2 separate regions of the Rattus norvegicus genome follow, and region 2 is linked to region 1. The links are chromatin contacts, called in public Hi-C maps. All regions are on one chromosome and are shown on one strand. The core of a region is the stretch at or near the end of the contact, and the rest is flanking DNA. Distances in the headings are between cores, read along the strand shown.

The links. Hi-C and Micro-C count contacts between places; a contact is called where the count stands out from the background.
Region 2: a Hi-C map of the A7r5 cell line shows a contact between it and region 1, with 8 times the contacts expected there. The contact joins two enhancer-like sites. A contact is called at or near these places in 9 of 12 Hi-C or Micro-C datasets (the A7r5 cell line, the Rat2 cell line, Schwann cells and 4 more).

The regions. Positions count from the first base shown.
Region 1 is chr1:222,774,918-222,781,762 of GRCr8, reverse strand. No RefSeq gene overlaps it. Among named protein-coding and RNA genes, the nearest start is that of Gnaq, 74 kb to the left of the region's middle. Within about 2 kb of position 3,067, at least 19 of the 93 cell types and tissues checked have an H3K27ac peak or open chromatin away from gene starts, as enhancers often do. A contact at or near this core is called in the A7r5 cell line, where this site is marked.
Region 2 is chr1:223,057,495-223,064,339 of GRCr8, reverse strand. The region is part of intron 5 of Gnaq (G protein subunit alpha q); the gene reads right to left. Among named protein-coding and RNA genes, the nearest start is that of Gna14, 81 kb to the left of the region's middle. Within about 2 kb of position 4,204, at least 2 of the 93 cell types and tissues checked have an H3K27ac peak or open chromatin away from gene starts, as enhancers often do. A contact at or near this core is called in the A7r5 cell line, where this site is marked.

The sequences.
Region 1 (6,845 bases), core at 1,818-4,317:
CCATCAACTAGCCTGTGATTTATCTAGCTTCTGAGGACAGGCAGGCTACTCTCTCCATAGGGCCACTCTTCAAGCTGGTTATCACCATTCACAAGACCCCTCCAAAATAAAAAAAAAAAAACCTTCACCAACGCCCTTGCACCAATGGATGTGCATCTTCTATCCCACGTCATTTTGTCTCTTGGAGACAACCTTCCTCCACTCTGGATTAAGAAATAGATCAGAAACAGTCCACTGGAGAAGCCCAGACAGGTAATGCCAAGGTCAGAAGAGCTCTGCTATGAGGAAGGAAAAACCAAAACAGTGAAACATTAGACCTTCTTAGTATGACCTTACTTTCCAAATAAATATTTCATTTCTTTTTGCCATTAAGGAAACCACAAATATAAGATTATCATAAATGGACAAGTAAAACTCGGTTTTGATTTGGTAATAATAGAGAGAGATGTGAGTCTTGGCAAATTACAGTCATGGCCATCTAAAGAAGCTGTTTTGTGACGTAGGGCCGAGGAGCCCTATGTTTCATCCCTTATCATTCCACAAATGAAGGGAACCAGGGTCGAACGTGAAACCTGAGTCTTAAATGTTGAACAAACCCCAAATATTATTAAGACACTAGGCAGGCCAACTCTGTTCAGGCCAAACACAACAGGTTTGGAGGCCAGATGGGGAACGGCAGCCACCACTCTGTCCTCTGATGTAGACAGGTAAAAGTAGCCCAAGCCATCCATTCCACCTGTGTCTTGGTGAGACCTGCCAGTTCCTAGGAGGCTGACTTACCTCCATGTTGGAAAGAAGAGATATGTACAAATTATTCTGAAGTCAAGAAAACAACAGGGATAGAATATTTGTTATAGGCTAGTTCTTCTAATTTATTTTTGGCTCTCCTACTTGGGCAATGTGGCAGCATATGTATAAGAATTCCTCCAGGTGGAAAAAAAAAAAACAAGTCCTCCAGTCTACCTCTGATTTATGCAGTCAGAATCTCTGGTGGTTTGAGAATCTAGGAGTTAGACTCCGCATTAGGCAGACAGATAGGCAAAGAGGCCATGGATAGATTTTAAAGATGGTGAACTTCCAAGATGGCTGACTTCTTTCTCTCCCTCATGACCTGAGACAAAAGTCTAGAAGCTTAAAACAAAGGAAGACTCTGTGGGGTTTTTTTTCCTCCTGCCAATAGGGTCTCCACTGATGGAGTGTTTCAACAAGTTCAAGGCCACATTAGGACATGTCTTTGTCCAAACTCACCAACACTATTACAGGGGAGGAAGACCCTTCGGAAACTTAAATGGTGACTTAGAATTTCGGTTGCTGTGATTAAAATAGCAAGGTGGGGAAGAAAGGGTTTTGACTTATACTTTCACATTGTAGTCCATCATTAAAGTCAGGACAGGAACTCAAACAGGGCGGTGACCTGGAGGCAGAAGCTGATACAGGGGCCACGGAGGGGTGCTACCTACTGGCTTGCTCCCCATGGCTTGCTCAACCTACATTTTTATAGAACCCAAGACCACCAGCCCAGGGATACCACCCCCCACACACACACATGACACAGTGGTCTGGGCCCTCCCCCATAGATCACTAATTAAGAAAATGCCCTCCAGCTGGATCTGGTGGAGGCATTTTCTCAATTATGATTCCCTCCTTTCAGATGAAGCTAGCTTGTGTCAGGTTGACACAAAAATCAGCCAGCACAAATAGTATTCGAGATTTCTCCATTGCTACTTGTCATGCTAAAGGATTTTTTTCTCTGCCTTTTAATTCTTTGACTGATGGAGAGAAAAAAAAGTCAAGATTCTAGACAGTAGCAGTTTGGGCCTCTTGTGAACCTATGTTTAAAGATGGTCTTTGTATTTGTCTTTATCTGTTTTATGTGAATGCAAGCATGTTTGCATTTGGGAACAATTTTCAGGTGTTGACTCCTGCCTTCCACCTGAATGGAAGAAAAATGAAATAAAAAAGGAGGAGTGTGAAACCAAACACAGGAGCAGGCAGGAGCGGCTCGCCCTGCCTGTTACTGGGAGACTGAAACAGGAAAAACATACCTTGCAGGTTAAGAGTTCTGTTTGCAGTCAAGACAAGAGTAAGTTTCTGTTTGTCTTATGTTTGTTTGACCTATTACATTGGACGTGTTTGATCATGAGTGGGCAGAAGGTATGTGGACAGGAAATATGTCAGGATGTATGCTTGTCCCTGATTAGATTTGATGGGAAATATAGTGGCCTGGTGGGGTTTTAGCTTCTGCAAAGTGTGACTCGTGGCCATTTTCTTGGAACCCAGAAATGGACCCGGATAGATATCTTCCTGACCAGTATTTAACTAAAGTTTGCTTCAAATATGGCTTTAAAGTTGTGGTAGTGGCCTTATCCAACCCCCCAACACCCGTGGGATTAACAAGACATAACTAGAAGATTTATTGTAGATATAGGGGAGAAAGCATGCAGAGGGAAGAGTCCAGGCTATACATGGCTGACAGACTAAACTAGAACACTGAAGAGAGATGGGGAACGGGAGCAAGAGAAGAACATGCGACTATGAGAGGCACCCAAGCCAAGAGACCAGAGTAGCCAAAATGGCCGAGTTATATAGCGATCAGGCTCGGGAAGGTAAAGCAGACGCGCACCCCTCCCCGTCCCCCTCCCCCTCCCCCTCCCCCAGAGGGTTAGCGTAGCAGACTGGGTGAGAACTGCTGGAAGGCGCCACAGGTACTGAGTGATACTTGTCCTGGGCTTCTTTGAGACCTATCACCACTATGCAGCATAATCTTTCTTGTTTCTGCCCCACTGTCTCATCCAGGAGCGGCGGTAAGGTTCCAGCCATGTTCCTCGAATCTCAACACAGATGTACTAAGATTACAGATCAAAAGGGGTGCCAAACCAGTGATTTCACCCACTGAGCCATCTCCCTGGCTCGGGTCAGCATTTTAACAGGACCAAGCAATTCTTGTCCACACAGACATTTGACACCCACTGCATTGGATCTTCGAGCCTTTCAGATGAAGAACTGTTTGCTCTGGGAATCCATTTTACCTCACGCCTAAAACTGACAGGGAAGAAAGTCCTCGAGTGCCCTCTGGAGGTCATCGTAGGAACTGGGCAGCTTTATAGTGAGGTTTTGTTTTCTTTTTCTCGGGAACAGGTATAAAAATACCAAGTGTGATTTTTGAGCCCTTCCTAGAACCAAACATTGTGATTAGGAATTCGCACAAATTTTTTCATTTAGACTATCATGCAGGTGTTACTATTCTGCAATTCTGGCATTTGACCACCTCCTTTTAACTTGGTTTTCCTTGGCGTCCAGTATACCCACACCCTTTTTCATTTGCCTTGGGTCCCTCTGTCTCTTCTTCTTCCGTCTGTCTCAGTACCCATCTCCCAGGTCTTCTCATCTTCCCCCAGGGAGCAATGCTTGGGTTTCTTTTCCTTGTGCGCTCAACTTCTTAATGAATTCTTTTATCCATATGCCAACAAACCCCACATTTCTATCTTGTGACCAGCGTGCTTCTTGAGACACAGGCAGCTGCCTTCTGGACATGTCTACTTGGACGCCTGAGAGACGCCACAATTGTGTCTAAAAACAAAGTTCTCCTTTTCTTCCTTAAACCTCTTCCATTTGAGATTTCTCTCATCTCAGATGATGGAAATTCTCTCTCACTGCAGTTGAGTAACTGCGTGGTGTTCTCACTGGGTCCTCTCACTCATAGCCCTGCTCCATCACATATCCCTCTCCTCGCCTGGAGCCTTGCTTCAGCCTCCCCCTTGGTCTTTTTATCCAACTGTCTTTCCAAGAGACAATTCTCAGAAACCAGAATGGCTTTCGTAGAACGCTTCTCAGCTCTTAATTTCTCTACTTAATGTCCTTCCAAGCCTCCGGTTTTACTCTGATAAATGTCAAAGTCCTTCATATGGCCAAGAAGACCCTGCACAGGCAAGGTTCCCCAATGTTTCTCCGACTCTGGCTCCTTTTGAATTCCTCTTTGTCTATCTAGCTCTGGCCATAGCTGTGCTATTCCTAATACAAGCCTGGTAGGAGCACCTTCCCATCCACTTACCTAACCCTTTAGCTGCTGCAAACACTTACTCCAGCATGACCTGGTCCACAGAGTCTACTCTGTCATTTCTGTTTAAATTGGCAACTTGCTCCACCCCCACCCCCAGCCCCTCTGTAGCACTGCCCCACCCCCAACCCCTTACCACACTGTGCCCTGTCTGTGGCGTGTCATGGCTTTCCAAACTATTGTCTAATCTAGTAGTTATGTCCCTGGGTATTCGTTCCACTAGAATTTTTAACCCCAAATAGGCAGATATCTCTGTCCCTTTTGTTTACTGATGTGCCCAACACATAGATCACTGACTTAAATATTTTAAAAATGTTTGCTGAATAAGACATGACCACATCCTTGGCTCTCGGTGCTTCAGTAATTCACTTAAAAAGTAAATCGGAATAATCAGCATATTTGTTTTTCTATCATGGTAGCCCTGTAACACCTGACCTCGGCAGTTTCTGCAGAGAGCAGTTCCCAAGAGGAATGACATACATGGGGCTGTCTGTTCTCACACACCTCTTCTGGAGCAAACTGAGACCCCCGCCACTTGGGTCCTCCATAGCAATTCAGCACATGGCCATCTCCCTAACCTGATTTATCTAGGACAGTAATGCTGTTACTTATAGAATTTTTCCTCCAAGCAAAAAATCATGTGTGGCATTTTTCATGTATGATTCCTACTTAAATATGAGTCCCAAGAAATTGTGACTCACACATACACACACACAGCTATGTAAAGTTGTATGTGGTGGCTTTTCTGTAAGGTTCTCCTGAACAAGACTGTCTCATCTTCAGATATATCTTCATAAGAGAGGGGACAGCAGCCACACTGCCAGTGTCCTGAGTTGCCAGCAGCTGTATTTGTTAGAGGGAAACAAGCCTGCTTATTGCTCTGAGAACAGTGGAGATTGAGTGTGGAGAATACAGCTGCTGGACCTGTACTGGCTCGCACCTGGATACAAAGGGAGGGTCCTGGACCTTGTGTTTCTTAAGTCTTCTTGGCCGAATTAACCTGAGTCGCTAATGTAGAATTTTGTCTCTTAACCCAAAGGTGCATTGCTTCCCGGAGCCTCAGGATTCCTGGAGAACCCAATTGCTGTGGCCTTGCTTAGTATCACTAAATCCACATTCTGTCCTGGCCAATGCCAGCCTGACCCAGGTCCTCTGGTGCTGTGACCACGGCTGCTGCCACCAGCTCTGCAAATGAAAACAAACCCAAGGGATTGCTCAGAACTTAATGAATGAAGCATTTCTTTTCTATAATTTGTTTTTACTTCAAGAAAAAATGAGACTCCCAAGAAGCACTCTCAGAAAATGAAAGGACAGGACAGGAAAAGCCCTGCCCTCTGAAAAATCTATCAAGTGCGCCCACACAAGTTCCCAGCCGTCCGACCACACATGCAGTTCCTCAGATTTATAGCTTAATCTTGCAAAAATGGGACCGGTTGCTTTGAGAAAAACAGTTAACTAGACAGATTGCTTGGGGGTGAAAGGAAGACTTCTGCCTGTGTCCGTGATTAACTTGTGCAGAGCGTGAGTTTCAGTCGCAAAAACAAAAACAGCGCGCAGCGGCATAAGATATCCGTCACAGTTGCCATTGTACCCAAGGCGGAATTACTTACCTATAGGAGTCACTGCAAAATCTGCTATAAGCCATGCTGCTAGCTACCGCCTCCTCTGCAGGGTACTTTGTAACTGTTAACACAAGGTGAACCAGAACTGAGGAAACGCAGGCTTCTCTTGACCCCCGGAAGTCCACACTCACCAGGCTGTGTTCTCACCTTCCTCGAAACCACTTCTCAGTCTCACCACAGGGCCCTGACCTCCAATGAGGGGAGCGATACCTGGAGTATCATTTTATCTCTACTCTTGACAAAAATCATCTCAGCTGGTCTTCAAGGCACCGAGTATTCACCAATGAGCCTTGCTTTTCTGCTTTTCTACTTTTATACCTGAACTCACCCCAGAGATCCACTGCTCTAAAACAGACTCACTGACATTTCTGTATCTTGACAGGAATCCCAATTCAAAATGTTCTGCACCAAATCTCTGAATTCTCGACTTTCCCTGGAAGTCTTTCTCACCTCACTATCAACTCCTATTATCCTGTTGCTTTGTCCAAAATCCTGTACTCAATTCTGTCTCCCATAATGCCTAATTCTGAAAATCCCTGTGATAGCCATTTGAATCCTGTCCAGAATCCAATCACTTCTCGAATTTCTAGCCACCGCCTGGTCTAGTTGTCTGTAAATTGTTGTCTGTAAAACCGTTGTCTGTAAATGGGATTCCCTGCTTCTAAGCGCATCCTCCTGAACACCTGTCTTGACACCAGTGGTTCTGACAAGCACTTCCAGGTCAGCAGTATCCACAGCACCTGACAACTCGCTAGAGGTGAACTTCTCTACTTGACCTCCTTAATCAGGGACTCTGAGGACAACGTTGAGTGATATGTGGTATAAAACTCGTCCTAGGTGATGTTGGTACAAGGTCAAATTTGAGAACCACTAATCTCCAGAGCCTCCAAAGAGATCCTTTAATAAGTAAGACTTTCCTTCCCACAATCCCTTGTGCCCGTTTGCTGGAGGTCAGCAGTTCTTTCTTGTTTATGGTTCTTCTTGAGGCAGCAGAAGGGGAAAGAGCCTCAGCTGGGGTAAGACTTGGTCTTACTCGATATTTAGGGTTGCTGTATAATAATAAAATGTTTACTTGCCTTAAGTCTTGTTACTTTGCCGGAGTAGCTGACCTGCCTGTCTGAGTTCCTCTGAGGCCAGAAACTGATTATCACCTCATCATAAAACAG
Region 2 (6,845 bases), core at 2,955-5,454, 280 kb before region 1:
GACTATGCAACTGATTCACTTTCTAGAAGGGCTGCACCTTACCCTTTGTGACTATGTTAACTGATTCACTTTTCTAGAAGGCAGCTCTACACTTGGAGAGCTGTCGCTGCAGTAAGACAGACTAAATGTGGAAAGATACAAGTATATGCATTACCAGGCCAAAAAAAAAAAAAAAAAAACCAAACTGAACAGGACTCAGCTACAATCCTACAGACAGACAGATCTAGTGGATGACACAGAGAACCCCGGAAACAAAGGGACAGTTGACTTAGGTGACAGGTGAGAACTGTATAGAAGTGAATAAACGACTAGCAGGGTAAGCTGCTTTGGGACTCCTACACAAATATTCCACAAACGAACTGTCAGCAACATGTCACCATAAGACAATTGCGGTTTTTGATTTTGTTGAAGGCTTATAGGCTATCAGAAATGTTTAATGCTGACACCAGTGAAAGCGGCAAAGTTTCTAAAACAGTGTTGGGTAAGTCAATTTCATCTCTCGAACTATAATGTGAGTTTCCATCTATTTCATAATCAAAAGGGCACCTGAAATAAGAAAGGCTGAGTGAGTCAGATTTCAAGCTTTCAAGCAAGTGCTTATATTTAAAATATGTCCATTTCCATTACGTGATTTCCCAAGATTAATGAAAAAAAATTGGAGGAAATTTGATTCCCTAATCTGTATTTAAGGATCCTTCAAAATAGCCATAGGGTAAGTACCCTGTATATATTTGCAGCTTCAGTTCTCAAGACACAGTGCTGCTCCAACAGGGCCTAGTGCACTCCAGACTCTGGGATACTAGTTAACAGTCAGCTGTGGCATTGTGGGTAATGGGAAGGAAAGCCTGGACCAGACTGCTATCAGCATGAGAAAATGGAAAAGGACTACAGCTCAGAACCTTAGTCAAATATTCTACAGATATGACTACTCTGTCCAAATTAACATAAATGGCTCATCTGTTTGAATCTTTGTTGTTGGAACAACTTGGAAATTTATCTTCAGCTGTATGAAAACATTTGATGCTGCCGTTAGAGCACCACCTAGTGGACATTTGTGCAACCTAACTAATTGCTGAGTAATAGAAAGTTACCTTTACAGTAGTGACCATTTACTAAAAAAAAAGAAAAAAAAGTCAAAGGGCCTGTTCATTCTCTCTGACTTCATATGCAAATCTTTTTACTGTGGCTGAGGGCTATTAAGTCTATTAACTACTGTCCTGAAGAAACAGTGACTTAAACATTGATACTATGTTTGAAATAAGAGAAATACTTGTAAATTAAATATCTGTTAAGGAATATCTGGAACTCATGGAAAGCTCCTACAAGTCAATAAAAATGAAAAAAAAACCTTACCTGATTACAAATGGGCAAAGGACTTGCATGTGTGTTCTACAATGATTAGTAAGCACACGAGAAATGCTCAACAGACTAATCAGGGAAATGGAAGCGTCACACATGATAGAACTTCTTCACTCATTAATGATAGCTATCATTAAAACAAAACAAAACTCGTAACTAGTACCTGTTGGCAAGGATGTGGAGGAAGACAAAAAGTCATGCTGGTGGGAACATCAAGATGATATGGTTGCTATGGAGACATTATAGTAGCCTCTTATGAAATTAAAAAAAAAAAACAATTACTATATGACCCAGCAGCTCTATTCTGGGCACATATTTCAAAGAACTAACGAGTAAGAGCTCAGAATAGTCAGCCTGAGCTCACAGTAGGAGGTTAAAGAAGGACACCATGGCAGCAGCTTCTGAAGGATGAATAAAACTGGTGCTTTCCCACATGTAGCGAGGGGAGTGAGAGATACCTGTAGCCAAGGATGTGCACACTGTACACCACGGGTCATGAACAAACTGTGTGGAGTAAAGCAAGCCAGGCAGAAGAACACTGTGTGTTTCGATTTATCAGAGAGACGCAGGACAGCTACATGCACAGACACAAAGAAAAGGGGAATTTATTGTGAAGACATGTGGAGGTTGGCTTTGGGAAGACGAAGTTCTAGAAGAGTGGTAAGAGCCGCTCGGCAAGGCAAGTGCTCACAGTACTCCTGAGCCCTCCACTACTTCAAAGCAGGAAGACGGAGTTTCACTTGTGCAAACTTGAAGATAGTGATCATGTGACGTATGAAATAAAACCTTTGTAGGTATTCATGTGAGGTATGTGCACACGTGTATAGAGGTTGATGTTGGGTGTCCTCTTCTATGTAAAGCTGCTATTGAGGAATAAAATAAAGACATATTTACAGCTCTTTCATGTAACTCTTCCCTGCTTTTCCTCAGTGCTTCCTAGCTAATGTGCATCAGTAGTTGATAAGACATATAACTCAGAGAGTAGATTGTTATAGGAGGAAGTAGCTACTGAGAGGCCCTCAAAGGGGAAATGTCTATTCGTAAGCAGCCTGGAGAAAATAAGTAATACTGTGGTCCCTTGTGGTTTTTAACTCATAATAGACATGGGGGTCGGGGGAGAGGTTGCTTTCCTTCGAATCCGACCCAGATGAGTGAAATGTGCTTATCTTATGCAAATGCCCAGCTTGGTGGACCACAAGTATGGACTCCAATGTGTTCAGATGTTGGAGTTTTTATAAATTGCTCTGTGGCTGCCAAGAGAAGTCCAAGTGTACCTACAAAGTAACATCTGGAGATGTCATACACAGGGCGACAGAATACTCTTCAAAGGAATCACTGCTTCCAGTGAGTGCACTCTGCTCCTGATGTCCCTCTGCAGGTCTACAAAAGGCTCATCGACCAAGACTGACAGTTACTGTCTCACTAGGTCCTTCCCTAGGTCCTTCTTTCCCAAACGCTCTCTGTTCTCCTGAATTTTATATAAAGTTAAATGCTCAAAATTTAGTTTTCAGATTTCTCTATGAAGCCTGGTAAATGGGATGAGAATACTGACATCTCAGGAGAGGCATTTTTTTGTCTTTAATACACACACACACACACACACACACACACACACACACACACACATATCTCAAGACAATGAAGTTGCCTAAAAGTAAAGAAACAATTTCTTTTTTTATTTGATATTTAAGAAACAATTTCTATGTCAAAGTGGTCTGTTTTCATAAGGTTTAATTTCTATTTTAGCCTAGCCTAACACTTAATCAAGACTGTTAACTCTCGAAGTCATACAGCCCACCTACAACCATCTGTCCCCCCTGCATGGGACCCTGGAAAGAATTCCTGCATGAGGGGAATTCATTGAATTTTAATGCTCTAAAGCTGGAGGTTTCCTGTTTGGGCTCTGAATAAATAGCAACAGTGTGAAAGGTACTAGATTTTTATCTCTCTGGATCTAGAATTATCATCACATTATAATAATCACTTATATGACACCAACAACGCACCACTGACTGTCCTATTTCATGTGTTAGTTACAGAGTGAATCTTTACCATAACCCAAATACAGCTGAGTAGACTGAGGCCCTAGAGTCTCAAACATAGACAGTAGCTGATCTAGGATTTGGACATATGTAATAACTATGGCTCCTTTGGATTTTGAGGCACTTCTCCGTTCTTAACAGGAAATAAATACTGAATAATTCAAACCTCAAACTCCTTTACTGTGATGTGGCACAGTCAGAAGATCGATATAGATATTCCCTAGACCATGGCAAATGCTCAACAAACAGGAAGCTCCAGAGCCTTCTTATGCCATGTTCAATTCGATGCTAGGAGAGTCTTCCTCTTAGCCTACGAATGAGCAACAGACAGAACCCAACATTGGGCTTGGGACCTGCAGCCACTTCCATACCTCTAGTTTCTCTGTAACACAGCCAGCAGTTAAAGCTCACACCAGCAGAACACTGCTTCTGTTAGGCATATCTTTATCTGAGAATGTTTTCTGAAGAAGCCTACCTATAGATGTTAAGTTAGGGACTTGTTCTCCAGGTCCTGCTTCAGTGCTGTTTTAAACACTTGGAGCAGCCCTAAGCCAGATGGTGATCTCAAGGCCTGTATCTTTAGTGAGCTGTAGGTCTTAGACAAATTACAGTACTTATGGCATGCAATGAAAACACCAGCCACCAGTGCCTTGTCCCTGCCAATGACGTGCACCCAGGACCTATGCTCCAGGAAGCACTCAACCCACTGCTCCGCGTTTTGCCAGACCAGCACCAAGATTAAACAGCTCAGCAACAAACCGACCAAGCATGCTAAAAAGGGTGGAATGGAGGGCAGGGGATAGAGAGAGATGACACGTGGACAGCTAACGCCATTCCATACTCATGGAGTCATAGAGTCTGTATATCCAGGCTGGGAGCTTAGAAAAGGTGCTTGATCCCTACCTAAAGAAAAAGTCACTGAAAGAATACAGGCTACAGTGACTCCAGGAAGAATATCCTTGTCAGAAAAAAGGACAGACTGACAAGGGCCTAATGAGGACTGTGTATCTGGGTAAAAAAACATGAATAAGTGCCAGCTTTTGCTTATAAAGATGCACACCACTGAAGGAGACTGAGCAGTCCACATTTTATGTTAGTTTTAGAATCTGGCATATGGTCTGAATATTAAGAATTTAAAATTAACCTGAGGGCCTAAATTTTCTGTATGAATTTATAAACAAGGATTAGCTTCTGAACTTAGCTTTAGCTTGCTTTTGTGCTTGCTTGCCTGCCTGCTTGCTTTCTTCCTTTCCTTCCTCTCTCTTTCCCTCCCTCCAGCCCTCCCTCCCTCTTTTTCTTTCTTTCTCACAGACAAAGTTTCTCCCTGTATCAGTTCTGGCTATCCTGGAAATTGCTCTGCAGACCAGTCTGGTCTCAAACTTACAAATATCCACTTGCTGCTAACTCCTGAGCTGAGATTAAAAGTGTGTACCATTACCACCAGGCCAGCGTTAGCTTTATAAAAAAGCATTCATTGGTTGAATGAACAGACAGCATCTAATGACAGGGACTCATTTATTGACTAATAGCAAAAAGAATGATTTTTATCCAGTCACCCACTGCAAGCTGCCCCAAACAAAATCCCAAGCAAAAGTGAGACCAGGTATCAGTCAAGCACAGAAACCAGAAACTTGTCCAGTCCACAACAAGCCTTGGGCACAGAAGCTCCTCCCTAAGCACTATTTCATCCTTCTCTCCCTCTGGAATCACTCTACTTATGTGTGACCCAGCTTCTGAAATTCCAAACCATGTATCTTTTAGCCAGAGGCTCTAAACTTCTCAAGTTTTTCTCTTAGTCTGACAATGGTCTGGTTACTTTCCTGAAAACTGAGTTAAAACTGAAAGGGAAAGGTTATCTTTGTGTCTCTGTAAAATGACTCTTATTAAGCACTGGCAATTTAATCATGAAATAGGCCATTTCAAATCCAGTCCTTCATACGTTACAAGTTGTGGCAACCCAGGCTCAATGGTCAACTCTATTTGAGGCAGAGGAAACACAGAAGGGACTCGTGCTGGAAGCGTTTGGATTCCATGCTGCCATGTGTCGGCAAGCTACTGAAGAGATGTGGGAGTAGTGAGGAGATGCGGCAGTGGGGTTTATATTAAGCCACCAGTCAGGACTGCCATGGCTCAATAACAATTTCTGAATGACTTCATTGGGCAAACCAGCCCATAATGTAGGGCAAACAAGGCACGGATCAGCTGTAAATCACAGCCTATTAATGTAGTGTAGATTAATTAGGAGGAACTCAGTTAATGCAATTTTAAAGAAAAAGCAAAATGCAGAAACATCACATGTTTCTGTCTAAAGGAAATACAGGAACAAAATGGAGCAGAGATGAAAGGAAAGTCTATTCAGAGACCAGCCCACCTTGGGTTCCATCCCATGGGCAGGAACCCCGACACTGCGCTTGCAGACAGAAGCCTAGCATGGCTGTCCTCTGAGAAGCTCTACCAGTAGCTGACTGAGATAGATGCAGATACTCACAGTCAATCACTGGACCAAGGTCAGGACCCCTATGGATGAGTTCGGGGAAGGACTGAAGGAGTTGAAGGGGATTGGATTGCAATCCCATAGGAAGAACAACAGTATCAACTAACCAGACCCCTCAGAGCTCCCAAAGAGCATACATGGGCTGGACCGTGGCCCCTGGCACAGATGTAGCAGAGGACTGTCTTGTCTGGCCTCAGTGGGAAGGATGCATGCACTTAATCCTGTAGCAGTTTCTAGGGAAGGGAGATGCTAGTGGGGTGAAGTGGGAGTCAGTGGGTGGGTGAGCACCCTCTCAGAAGGAAATGCAAGGGGGAGGAGGGTGAAGAACTCATAGAGAGAGCACCATGAAGGGGGGCAACATTTGGAATGTAAATAATTAAGAAAAAATTATGAGAAAAACCAAACCAAACCAACAACAAAAAACCTAAGTTCAACAGATAATGAATGATGCACTTGTAATTGCACATGTCTGCATGTCCTTTCTCCCATTGCATGAGCGGAAAATGAGAACAGAGAACAGTCTGAGCAGTAAGCAAACTTCTTTCCCTTTGACCCTCGTGAGTATGTGTGCATGCAGAATTGGGAATTCACTCAAGTATATCCTTGGCTACACATGGATTTGGGGTCAGTTTAGGCTGCATGAGACCCTGTCTTAACCAACCAATCAAGATTGTTGATGATGTGAGCTATCATTTCCTTGAGATTTGTGTTCTAGGTAGTTTATATATTACTTACAAATAACATCACTGCTACAGTTTGAATCTGCAATGTCCCCCACAGGCTCATGTTTTGAATTCCCAGTTGCCAGCTTGTGGTCCTATTTTGAAGAGAGTGGATTCCTTAAGAAGTGGGGTCTGGGTGGTGAAGTAGACCTCTATCTCCTTTTCCTATCTCTGTGTTTCTCTGGTCTGGTGCCATGAAAAATCTGTCACATGTTCTCCCCACTATGA